3 separate regions of the Hordeum vulgare genome follow, and regions 2 and 3 are each linked to region 1. The links are chromatin contacts, called in public Hi-C maps. All regions are on one chromosome and are shown on one strand. Each heading gives the region's core, a stretch centred on a gene start, on an enhancer-like site or on the middle of the called end of the contact. The rest is flanking DNA. Distances are from core to core; before and after follow the strand shown.

Region 1 (3,931 bases), core at 370-2,869:
CCTATTCATATTGTTGGGCTTTCCCTACCATTTTCTTTCAAAAAAATTTATCCACAGAAAAGTAATTACCTAGCTGTCTGCACTATCAATTATCAAGCAACAAAGGAAGCTAAATAGGAACCTGTTGTTCAGCTGGCAAAGGGTAGACATCACCAAATATCGTGACACGGGCATTAGACAATCCACTCCATCCAGGTACCTGTAATGAAGGACTAGATGCTGTTATCCAGTTACTAGCAAGCAAGGAAACTTTAGACTCCAGTAAGACATGCTGATAAACTTCATACCTGGACAACAAGTGTGCATCTTGGATCAGAGAGCAAGTTCCTAGTGTGGATTGCTAAGGGAGACAGAGAAAATATAGGGTCTGCACAAGACATCAACACAAAATAATTACCCAAGGAGGCCAAACAGAGCGTACAAGTTATATCCAAAATGTAACCAAGTAGCTATCTTACGGCCCATTGAGTCATTAGCAAAGTCAACAAGTGAACCAAATGGATATCCAGCACGTCGATGATGCATGCCAGACATGACAGTGCATAGATGAGCAAATCGCGCCTAATGAGCACAGTAAGACAGGAATAAGCATCCAGCCGGCTAGAAAATAGCCCAAAGGCCAGGAGATAATTAACAGAAGCTACCTGTTCCATTAAATTGCGAACAGCCAAAGCCGGTGGAGGTAAACCATGGGCAAAAGTCGCGCTCTGCACACCACCTGATATAGGGGTTCTGAACAAGCCAGCTCTGGATCCACTTGAGTCAGGAGTCGTATTGGTTGATGAGGTCGTGCGTGACTTCTCAGTTGTGACCGGACCAAGAGCTCCATTTTGACTTGGATCAACCTTCGACTGTCAGGCAATTTAGTACAAACCAAAGATATGTGACCTACTAAAGGCAAACTAAAAGAAAATGACCTGATTCACTCCTGAGTTGTTAAAAATAAATACAGGATCACCTTAATTGTGATTCCAACAAGAAGCTAAATAATAAGTATCTTTGTGAACCCATACGCATAGATATGATTCCCAACTAGTTCATCGTTCCGAAGTTCTAGGTTGATTTGGTACTAAAGGAAGTTCACTTTCATGGCATCCACAAAACTTCCCGACCGATTTCAAAGATATCAAGCTTCAAAACCTAGAACATAATGGAACAACCCAGGTCTAGGTAGGCCCAGGGCCTCGCATCTGAAAGAAATCCCTAAACCCAGCATGTTCTACACTGCCACACCACAAACATACCCCAGCAACCACCACCCGACCAAAATCTTCGTCACTTCTTACACCGCATCACGTAAGCGTGCAGGCACTGTTCGTTACCTTGACGACGGGGGTCCCGTTCGGCTTGGCGGCGTCGTCCTTGCCTCCGCCGCCGCCGGCGGAAGCCGCGCGGAGGGGCCCGCAGGGGCGGGCGCGGAGCGCTACGCGGGAGTGAGACTGGTGGGCGGGGAAGGACGGGAGGAGCGCGGACGAGGCGGCGGCGGCGGCGCCCGCGAGAGCCTCCATTAGACGGATGGGAGGAGAGTGAGGGAGCGCCCGCGGAGGAGAGAGAGAGGGAGACAGAAAGGAGGGGCACACGCGCGGCGGTGAGGAGAGAGAAAGCTGCGGGGCCGAAGGAAGGCGGCTGGAGAACGGGGGAGAGGGATTTTTAGGGAGGGGGAGGGAAAGAGAGGGAGACGTGTCGAATCTGGGGGCGTTGGATTGAAGATGGACGACGGATCCGTTCCCCTGAGGGATTCTTCCACTTTCCCTTTGCCTCGGCTAAACTGAATCGTGATGGGTGCAGTAGAAAATCGCACGCTTAGGTCAAAAAGTTGTTTAGCTTACAAAAAGGTGAAAAAGTTGTTCCTTTATTTTTCTGAAAATAAAGAAATATTACATGTGGGTTTGTCAAAATGGCCACAAAGGCTCGTCCTAGAAGTAAAAAGTATCCGGTACTTTAAAGACTTAAAGCATCTCCAACCGTTCGGCCCCGAAAGCTTGAAATAGCGTCGCCTCGAAGTGCGACGGTGGAAAAATCGACACGGGCTTGGGTTCCAGCCGTCCCCCAAGGTCGCCACAGTCGTTTCTTTTAAATCAAACTCGGCTTAAATTCGGCCAAAAACAACACAAATTTAAAGGAAATTCAGCGTTTCCGTTGATATTAGTATAAATTGAACTAAAAACATAATTTGAAACCTTTCTGCCATGGCCTCGGGGGGTTTTTTCAACGCTGAAGGTAAGAGAGATGAGGAGACGAGGGATGATGAGTGTGCGGCGAGCGGCGACGAGGCCCGTCTTTTATAGCGGGGAGAAGGCGGGAGCGATGTGTGCGTGGCGGGAAAGGGCGGGACGCGCGGCGGCTCGCGATCGCTGCGCCGCGAGACCTTGGAGACCCAACTGGCACAAGAACCGAGGCGATGAGGACAACGAAGGCTCTCATCGACGCACAGTCGCTGACTCGACGGGTCCACACAGGAGGAATCTATCGCGCTTTGTTTTCGCTTCAAATTCCTTTCCTTCGGCATGGGTCCACAGGCGTCAATTTCGACCCTAACCAACTAAACTTGGGCTTTGAGGACGTGACTGGGCGATTCTTTTGCGCCGAGCCTGTTAGGGGATGGCTGGAGATGCTCTTATAATACAGTACCGTGCTACCTACTCACAAAAATCAAATTCAAAAGTACAAAAAATCAGAAACAAAATTTGAATGTTCGCAACATATGTGTGGACAATCCATAAAAGAAATCAAGTTTCTCTTTTTATTTTTTTAGGAATTGTAAACACATGTTGTGAACATAAAAAAAACATAGCTTCTGAAAACTGATTTCAATTATTTTTAGGGATTTTTATGCATATGTTGTGAACATCCACAAATTTTCCCAGATACTTTCCCGTCACACAAGATTCTGGCTTTACTTTATGCAGAAAATCTAGATCATTTGCTCTAAGATTTCGCACACAGCGAGCAGGTCCTATGTTCCACAAACACGGAAATAAATTCTGCGCAAAATCTTAAGACAGGAAAACAGCAAATCTGTTTCTATTCCAAATTCGATGATCGGAAAAGCAACATCCTAGCTGTAATTTTGCCAAATTGTTGCCAACAACGACACCAGTTAAGAGTTATAAAATATATTCCCTACATTATTCGCTACAGTGGTTATACACGACGATCCAAAAAGTTATAATATGCAATCAGTTGTCTGCTTCATTGACCTCGGTCTTCAAGTCCACTCTTGCACTGTCGTTGTCCTGCATAACAATGTAAGACTATTCAATAACTAGTCATATGAAGAGTTCAGGAAACAAGTTCGGATGATTTTGACAATCCTGTCGATGGCTAACCTTTATACAGACATAAATATAGTGAACATCAGGTTTTGGGCCAAGAAGGTTGATAATTGATGTACTGTCATCATGTAAAGGCAGTGGCTCGGTCAGATCCCATGTCTTTTTGGAACTTCTCTCCCACCTATCTGCTATGTCGATTGTGTATGTAAAACCGTAAAACAAATAACACTGTTATTTAGAGCTTCAGAAAATATCAAAGAGGTCAAGAGTAGGACATTGTTAAGTCGAACAGGTGGCAAAACCGACTAACCTATGACGTGAAGCTTTACTGTCCAAAATTGGAGGTCCTTCAGAAGATTCAATCGATAACTTGGATCCCCATAAGTAATCTGTAGCATTGTGACACTCGAAGAAGTTTATACACACAAGAAGAATATCACAGAGTTACCATGTTAATAATACTATCATTTACCATAATGTAGACCCCCTTATCGTTGAGGATTCTGCAGGTAGAAAAAAAAAAGAAATTTATAGTCAAATAAACAGAGATATCACAACAAATATCAGTCTGTTCTTTACCTGTTCACCTCTCCTAGCATCTTCGCTGCATGCTCTTGTGAATTTTGGCCGCACTACAATACAAGAAACACGTCTCT
Region 2 (4,130 bases), core at 757-3,256, 310 kb after region 1:
TGCCAACATCATTCCGACCCAAAAGCATAGATTGTACATTTTCAGGTTTTTAAAATTCTTGAGATACAACCTTTTGACCCAGATACTTGATCATGGTTCCTCGGTAAGAGCAACTTCAATGGGGTGATTCATTTCGTCCGTCGTCGTCCGTTTTGGTCGGTGCGAACAAAAATAATGGCCCAACGCGTCGACCCATTGCCAAAATGCGTGTGCTTCGCGTCCGCGCCGACCCATTTGCGGCCCAAATTTAGGACTGAAATACGTCGACGCGGACGCGTGCGTCCCCCCCCCCCCCCCCCCCCCGCGCGGTGTCCGCCCCAACCACCGCAGTCAACATTATTTATGACGGTCGTCATCCTCGGATCCACACGTTAGCGACCGCGGCCGGCCTTTTATAATCCGAGCGTGCGGTGGGTTCCGCCATCTGCTTCCAGAACCTCGCCCGTCCACATCCAGCCACCTCCTCGACGACCAAAACCCTAGCACACCATGGCCGGTGGCTTCCCAAACAAGGGCAAGACCCCGCTCTACCCCCCGCGCCATCTCCCCGTCGGCGTCCTCCCATTGGCCTCGCCAGCGCGTGAGCGTCTCGGTGCACCAAGCGCGGTGGCACTGGGAGCACCGCGTGCCGCTTCCTTACCCCCGATGTCACGTTGTCCGCGGCTGGCATCTGGATCCGGAGAGGATTTCGGTGCCGGCTGTGCCGCGGTCGGCGTGGGTGCATGCGGAGGAGATGAGCCGCCATCGGCATGTGCTGATGGCGGAGCAGCGGCGAGACCCTACGTACGCGGCCGACTCCCCTAACTGGGAGGTGTGGTTCGCGATGGAGCACGGGAAGCAGTGTCGTCGTGACGTGCGCGAAGTGCAGCCAGGAGGCCCTCCGTCGTCCCCGCCTGTCGTCAGCGACGAGGACCAGGAGGCTGAGGCCGCCTACCAGGCGGCGCTCGCTGTTGTTCTCCGCGACAGCAAGGAGGAAGCGCGGCGCAGGGCCGACGAGGAGGTGGCGTACCAGCAGCAACTCGCGGAGGCCATCGCGCTGTCGGCCGCCGGCGACTGCGTCGTGCCACCTCCACCGAAGCCCGAGCCCACGGAGCTGCGGGAGTTCTACCAGTGGACCGGCATCGTCTAGGAGTTCGTCACTGTGCCGCCCATCTGGCTGGGCGCGACATCGCAACAGGAGCAAGCGTACCTCGAGCAATGGAGGGCGCAGCACGCCGAAGGCCTTTGGCTCATGAAGGTGGAGAAGGAGGCGGAGGAGGAACGACGAGAGGCGGAGGCGGAGGACACACGATGGAGACGCAGACAACTGCGCTCTGGAACACGACGTTCCCTTGGGCCGGCCCTGCGCCTACGTTGGTCGACCTCATCGGCCCCGATGATGACGACGACGCCTCCTAGGGCGGCCCTCGTAGTTTTAGTTTTTTTTATGTTTAATTAATGTAATGCGGACGCGTGGACTCTCGCCGTCTTCGTGGCCTGTTTTTAATGTTTAATTATGCATTTATGTAAAAAAAATCGCACGCCGGTAAATATGGGTCCGTCCAGCGTTGGGCGCACGCGCCGACCAATTTACGAAAGCGGATGTTCGTGTCGGCGTGACCGACTCAAACGAATAAAAAGCGTACGAAATCGCCGTCCGTTTGAATCGGTCCGTTGGAGTTGCTCTAAGTTGTTTGTATAACTACTCCCTCCGTTTCTAAATATAAGTCTTTTAAACGATTTCACTAGGGGTCCACATACGTAGCAAAATGATTGAATGTATACTCTAGATTATGTCCATATACATCCGTATATACTCTATTAGTGAAACCTCTAAAAACACTTATATTTAGGAACGGAGTACTTACTTACTAAGCAAGGCATAATTCTTCATCTAAAGGTAATGAACACATAAGCCTCATTGGTATTTCAGTCTACAAACCACGCTTCATTCCTCTTTTTTTTTTTTTTTGCGCCCACCGTGGGGCACATTAAACCACGCTTCATTCAACGTGTCTATTTTTTTTTTCATTTTCTCCTGTCCAATCGTCAAAAGAATCTGGATCAGAAATAATCCAGCCTTTGCCGAACCTTTGGAGGAGCCGGAAAAATGTAAGCATACAATTATTTTTGTGAGGGCAGGTTGCCTTTTCAACTAGTACTACTTAATTGTTTTTTTTTTCTAAACTCTCTCCAACATGTTTTCTCTCTGCATTAACGAGGCATCGATAATATGGAGGGGACAGTGGCGCGCGCGTCCTCGCGGCTTGCACTGGCCCGGAAAGGAGGAATCGTTTTGGCCTGTGCCCGAGAATGGGTTAGCGTTCACACGCACCCAACCACCGAGACACGGAGAGGCCGACGTCACCCCGCGCGGCCGCCGCATCGGCTCAGATAGAGGCCGTACCTCAAGGAAGGCGCGGCCGCAGCGACGGGCTCCAGAAACACGCGGCCTTCATCGAAACAGAGAGAGAGAGAGAGAGAGAGAGGGCGTGTATAAATAGGCACGCGCGCATGCTAAAAAAGAAAGGAAGGAAGGAGATCAATCCAGCGATTTGCTTGCTTCTTCCCCGCCCGCCCTTATCGAGGATTCCACCCCGCCCCACGCAGCATACAGAGGAGGAGGAGGAGGAGGATCAATAAGAGATACTTCCCTCGACAACGAGAAGATCGCCGCAGGCCAGGGAGGAGGAGGTCGAATCAAGGAGAGCTCGCGTCGGGGATTGGAGCTCACGCCAACCATGGTACGTCCTCTTCTTGCACGCTTGACCGCTTCACCGCCGAAGGCATACGCAACTACGCATGTCTGGGCGGCGGAGGCGGCGAGAGCAGCAGATTCTCTCGATCGAGGATTTGGGGCGGCGCTTGAGGCGTCAGGTCGTGGCCTGCGTCCACGTCAGGGTTGCGAATATCGCCGATGCTTTTACCTCTAGCCCCGCCCGCCGTCCTCACCTTTTTGTCCTACCGTGCCATTTCCACCGTCCGCATTTACCTTTTCTGTTTGGGCGATTCCACACGTACTCTACTTATTACTGGGCGGTAAAGCTGATTATCCGTTTTCCTTTCGGAAAACACACCAGAAAAGTCATAAACGCCTGCAAAATCAACACAGGGCGATCGAGCTAAGTCTGTGACGTGAGATTTGAGATTTTCTTTGACGACCTCGTGCGTCTGGTCGTGATGTAACAGACGGCTAGAGGAGAGGCCACCTTTCCTTTTCTTTGCGACGAAGAAAGAGGAAGGGGCACGAAACGGAGTTCCCTTCCGTTCCATCTCCTTTCTTAGCCGCGTCACCGGGAGCGTACACACCCGTGTAAATGCAACGCCAACAGACGCACACACACATAGCACCAGCTTTCGGTTGGCCGGCCAAGAGCAGCAGCAGAATCTTCAGCCGGCACTGACCTTTTCCTGACTTCATTTACGCAGTATTCATATACTAGCACATACACACACCTAGCTACTACATATTCGACGGCATATCATGGACACATGAAAGGGAGGGAAACCATCTCCCAGCCTGAGACAAGTGACAGCCACGCCCACACGGGGTTTGATTTCGGTTCGTTCCCGTTCATCGGTCAACTCGATTGGACCCGACTTTTCTTGGAACCTCCCCTCCAAGGAAAGGAGACCTGAATCTGAATGCAACAAGCAAGAGCCTACATGGGGCGACGACGACGACCACGACCGATCGCCCGTTTCTTGGTTGCCACTACTATTTGTATTTAGCACTATATAACTTCATATTTGGAGCTCATATACGTCAGTATCTGACTGTATTAGTTGATTGAATGCAGGTTGAATCGGAGATCGACGCATCGGCGGCAGCCACCGCCACGGCCAGGGCTTCGGCGGCCGTGCTCACCGCGCCGCTGTCGCTGGAAGGGGGCCTCGCGGCGGAGCTCCGTCCGGCCAACCTTGTGCAGCGGGTACTCAGCCTCTTCGGGAACGTCAGGCCAGGCTCCGATCTCTCACACTTCCAGGTAAAAACAAACACCACTGCTGCTCACTCTCATATGTGATTCACTTGATCCTACAAAATCATGCATGTGATGTGAGGTTCCCATCTCGAGGGCCAAATTTGAATTCACTTGCTAGTTTACTTAGTCAGAGGTTGGGAGCACGAGGCACCCTGAATCCGGCATAAT
Region 3 (4,194 bases), core at 1,666-4,165, 350 kb before region 1:
GAAGAACACTATCATGATTTCTGTTTAAAGTTTTAAGCTTTTCCAGTTCAATTGGAAAACTGCGAGAGGCCGTTGCATGTTTTATACCAGTACAAGCTTCTGCTCAGATGAAGAACATTGAAAATAGCACAAGAGTATAAATTACACTGTATGCAAAATAAGCAAGGATACAATAGATAGACTAATTGCAAGTATAAACTGAGAAGACAGCCCTTTAGAAAAATACAACTAAAAAAGCAACAATAACACAGCCAAACTGATGAGGGAAAATGTGGAGAATAAGCTGGTAAGATAAATAAAGCTAGCGGCTCCATTGTACGAAATAAATGATCTGAAAAATATGCTGTAAGATTGCACATTTATAAGTACTCTAGTGATCGATTTAAAGAAGAGAAATCAGAGAAATGAATGACTACGGCTCCCTATGGAATTGGGAACATTTTTTCTCTTAATGTTTGCATATAAACCCCACCATTTGGTACACTGTGATGCATTCTAGGAAGGAAATGTAGGAAACCAAAGTTATTCTACCATTTTGGTCAGTGTCATCCACAAACATGGCATGTTGCATACTGTGTTAGTCTGCATTTAAGGGGTGGGTGTGTGTTTGGGGGGGGTTCTGCTGCCGTGTCAACAGGGATCAATCGTCATGATTCTCACAACAATTCTTTGAAGAGGCAATATTACTTGAGCAAAAGCAGGTATAAAGAATCACTTTAATGATAACAAACAGTAAATTGAGGTTAATGGTATGAATGATTACCTTTGGGATCATTTTCTCCAGCTTCTTTGAAAAGAAATACTGCCTGGAGAATTCAAAATTAGAATGGACAAAAGAAGACAGCCGAAAGAGAAACAGGGTGCATAAGCTGCAAAACAACACATTACCCGTATCACTTGTGCATGTGATCGGATCGTTCTCCTTATTATCTCTTTCTCTTCCTCCTTTTTAAGGTCTAGAGTATATCTAAAGCGACGTGAAGCATTCAGCACGAGAGCAGCTTGCTGAAAGGAGAGAATAACTATATTTATCAGAACTAAATAATAATAAGGCTCGTATTTGTCTACCCCGAAGGATCCTTCACTTGTAGCCACAGCAAATTGAATGAACCCACTTACAACTATTATGCAAAACAAGTGCTTGGTTTTTTTGTTGTTGTTTTTTTGCGAAAATGATCCAGATCTATTATCAAAGTTCACTAGAAGTACAAAGCATCTCAAACATAATAAAAAATACATCGAGATTCTGAGACCACCGAACGACCCCTACAACCGACATAATGAGCCGCCGACGTGTCATTGTCACCGCTCCACTACCGGAGCCGGCTTGACCTTGTCGATGACAGCCAGGAAGTCTTCGTGCACGTGACTCTAAGGACCAGCCCCCTGGAGCCACAGTCGTCGCTGTTGAACCCTTGAATAGACCTGAAGCACCTGACACCAAATCTCGCCACATGACGAGAAAACCTAACCTCACCGCCCCAAGGAGACGGCAGGAATCTATACCGGAGCTCCATCGACTACGTCCAGATTGAGGAACTTGAGGAGGATCGGAGCCCGGAAGATAAACTCCAAGAAGAAGCGTCGTCGCCACCCGCCTGAGAGCCGCACCTGCGAGGACTAAAAACCCTAACCTAAATTACTAACCGGAATGGAGGCCGGGATTCCACTCCCCGCCACCGGCTGCCGGAGCGGCGAGCAAAGGGGAGGCAGATACACGGGCTTGCCAGCAAAGCCTGGAGAGGAGAGTTTACGCTAGCCCCCAAGGGATAGGGGAGGGAAAGAGAAGCCCTAGATTTACAACTTCTCTTCCAGCAGGACAAAAGTAGGTTATATGCCGTCTAACAAAACCTGGTTAGTTGTAGTATAAGTGTGGTTTTATAGCTGTAGTACAAGTGTTACTGTTTGCTTCCTTTTGTGATGTCCCCCTATACATGAAGGATACATGAACTACCCAAACCTGTGAATACCACAAAAACTAGTATTCTTTGGATGAATGGATGACAGACCTCTGGTTTCAGCTTGTGTTTTCAGTTTTATGAGAAGTTGTTTGCCGCTCTGTGCATGTGCACGGCAGTAAAAAAAGGTAGTGTCACCAAACAGACTCCAATGCCTTGACTTACAGGAAACGCGGACAAAAAATGAACGTAATATGTAAATCATGGGGTCAATGACATGTCAGTAAACCTCAGCGCAGTGTATCCACTAGACCAAAAAGCATTAGTGTTTGATTGTTCCTCTTGTACCCCCTTTTCTTCCTGCGCAGAATCAGCACGTCCCAGTTCCGGCCAGGACGGAATCAACACCAGAATGGCGATAATTTGGGCATTTTGCTAACCAGCAGAGTCCGGCCTAGATCACAGTCTGACGGGAAAGGGTAAGGTGAGGAAGGATCCCGTACCCTCCATCGGAGCAAGCTGTCGTGGGATGCGTTCTTATGGGGTATATCGAAGGCGTCGCCGAACTCCTCCTCCTCCTCCCCCTCCGCGCCCGCCGCACCCTCCGGCCTGTCCCGCTCCGGCGAGCGGATCTCCGGCGGCGTCGGCGAGCTCCCGAGCGCCATGCCCACCAGTCAGCCGCTGCGTCCGCAGCAGCGCTCGCAGGAGAGATGACAACGACGACCAGAAACCCCCGCCGCCCACCCTGCACCTGCAGACAAACACACACAAGATCACTCGCTCAGACAACCAAATCGCCACGGGATCGATAGAGCGCCGCGCCGCCTCAGGGATCACTGGCCTCACCTCCCGCGCCAGCCGCCAAGGTTCTAGAAGGTTCCACGGGCTCAGCAGCTGCGTTGCGGCTTCGCCACTGTGGGTGCGGTGCGTGTGTGTGTGTGCGCGGCGGAGCTTGGTGATTTGTTTTGTTTTTTCTCTCTCTGCGCCCCGGATTTCGGTCGCGAATGGGGACTCGTTCTCGAGGAGATTGTTCGGGGGAAGCTTCCACGAAGCTGCGGCCGCCCCGCCAGCCCCCTCCCTCGCTGCCACGTGGGCCCGGCTGAAGCATCGGAGCGGCCGAGCTCGTACCGGCCGGGCGGGGCAACGTGGTGGGAGCCCGCCTGTCAGTGGGAGTCGCGGCTCGGCGCGGGAGGCTCGGATCGGAGGAGGAAGGGGGGGTTTGGCGCGGGCGCGGCGGGGCGTGGGCCGGCCGGTTTGAAATGGGAATGGGAGGGGCCACTGGGAGCCGTTGGATCGAGCCGATAGACGGCCGGGATGCGACGTACAGCGTGCGTGTCAAGAACTTGCCTGACACGTGAGCGTGATAAGGAAAGATGTGATAGTTTCATGCCGTCGTTGCGGTGTGTGTGCGTGTGTGTTTTTCAGTCAAAGGGAAAAGTTAGAGATGATTGTTGCCTCTTGTGTTCTACTAGTACGTCTTTGAGTGGCATAAATATTGATACTTGGCCTCTTTGACATGATTTTGTATTGTATTGACTCTTGAGATGGTTTTGTATCTTGGTTACTAATGAGATTTGTTCTGAGTTCAAAATAGACTTGAACCGGAAACAGACAACACCGGAGGGAGCAGTAGATTTTAACTCAAAAGAGATATGCTGTTGAGTTGTTCTTTTAAGCTCCATGAATAGTCGCCACACTACTCTACTAGTTGGCCACTAGGGCGCTCACAAACGAAACATGCCGCGGGATACGATGGATCTGGGGTCAAGTGGCCAGCGTGGGTCACGGGCTGCTTGTCACCTTCCAACAGGAGAGTTTTTTTTTTTTTTTGAGGCAAATTCCAACAGGAGAGTTGGCCGGCGGAAACGTGGAATTGGTTGCCCTTTCCCGGATAGATCCATTGCCGGTCAACAATAGAGACGGGGGGGCTGGTAAGCACAGAGAGTAGGACACTGACACTGTATTGTTTGTTCGGACGAAGTCCGCATCACTCGTTTTATTGTTTGTTCGTACGAAGTCCGCATCACTCGTTTTCTGTGGCATACGGGGCAGTCCACATTGCTTAGGCCTGATACAATGCAATGTGCTTAGGAAAAGTGCTTAAAGAAATAAATCAATTTTCTAAACACCTGTGCTTATTTATATGGGTAGACGTTTAGTTAGGCAGGGTTTTTAGAAATAGACACCGATGCTTCAGAAAAAACTGATTTATTTTTCTAAACACCTAGCATTGTACAAGGCCTTGACCACTCTTTAAACAATCCCAGCACCTCAAAACAATTGAGGGCATGCACAA

The links. A called contact is a pair of places that touch in the nucleus more often than the background predicts.
Region 2: a contact with region 1 is called in a Hi-C map of leaf, with 10 times the contacts expected there. The contact joins the promoter of LOC123412213 here to the promoter of LOC123413565 in region 1. A contact is called at or near these places in 6 of 6 Hi-C or Micro-C datasets (leaf, seedling and an unstated tissue) and 1 of 1 datasets of contacts at active chromatin or transcription factors (embryo).
Region 3: a contact with region 1 is called in a Hi-C map of leaf, with 6 times the contacts expected there. The contact joins the promoter of LOC123407045 here to the promoter of LOC123413565 in region 1. A contact is called at or near these places in 4 of 6 Hi-C or Micro-C datasets (leaf and seedling).

The regions. Positions count from the first base shown.
Region 1 is chr7H:190,422,066-190,425,996 of MorexV3_pseudomolecules_assembly, reverse strand. It overlaps LOC123413565, which reads right to left and starts at 1,619. Exons shown (of 9, transcript XM_045106496.1): 1 at 1,323-1,619; 2 at 645-851; 3 at 459-561; 4 at 288-367; 5 at 122-199. The coding sequence starts at 1,508. It overlaps LOC123413566 (EEF1A lysine methyltransferase 4), which reads right to left. Exons shown (of 9, transcript XM_045106499.1): 5 at 3,855-3,907; 6 at 3,748-3,778; 7 at 3,586-3,664; 8 at 3,330-3,463; 9 at 2,997-3,236. The coding sequence ends at 3,180.
Region 2 is chr7H:190,117,149-190,121,278 of MorexV3_pseudomolecules_assembly, reverse strand. It overlaps LOC123412213 (oxysterol-binding protein-related protein 4C-like), which reads left to right and starts at 2,006. Exons shown (of 5, transcript XM_045105154.1): 1 at 2,006-2,723; 2 at 3,780-3,965. The coding sequence starts at 2,721.
Region 3 is chr7H:190,777,903-190,782,096 of MorexV3_pseudomolecules_assembly, reverse strand. It overlaps LOC123407045 (calcium-transporting ATPase 5, plasma membrane-type-like), which reads right to left and starts at 2,915. Exons shown (of 35, transcript XM_045100081.1): 1 at 2,745-2,915; 2 at 2,402-2,649; 3 at 889-1,005; 4 at 764-806; 5 at 1-99. The coding sequence starts at 2,563.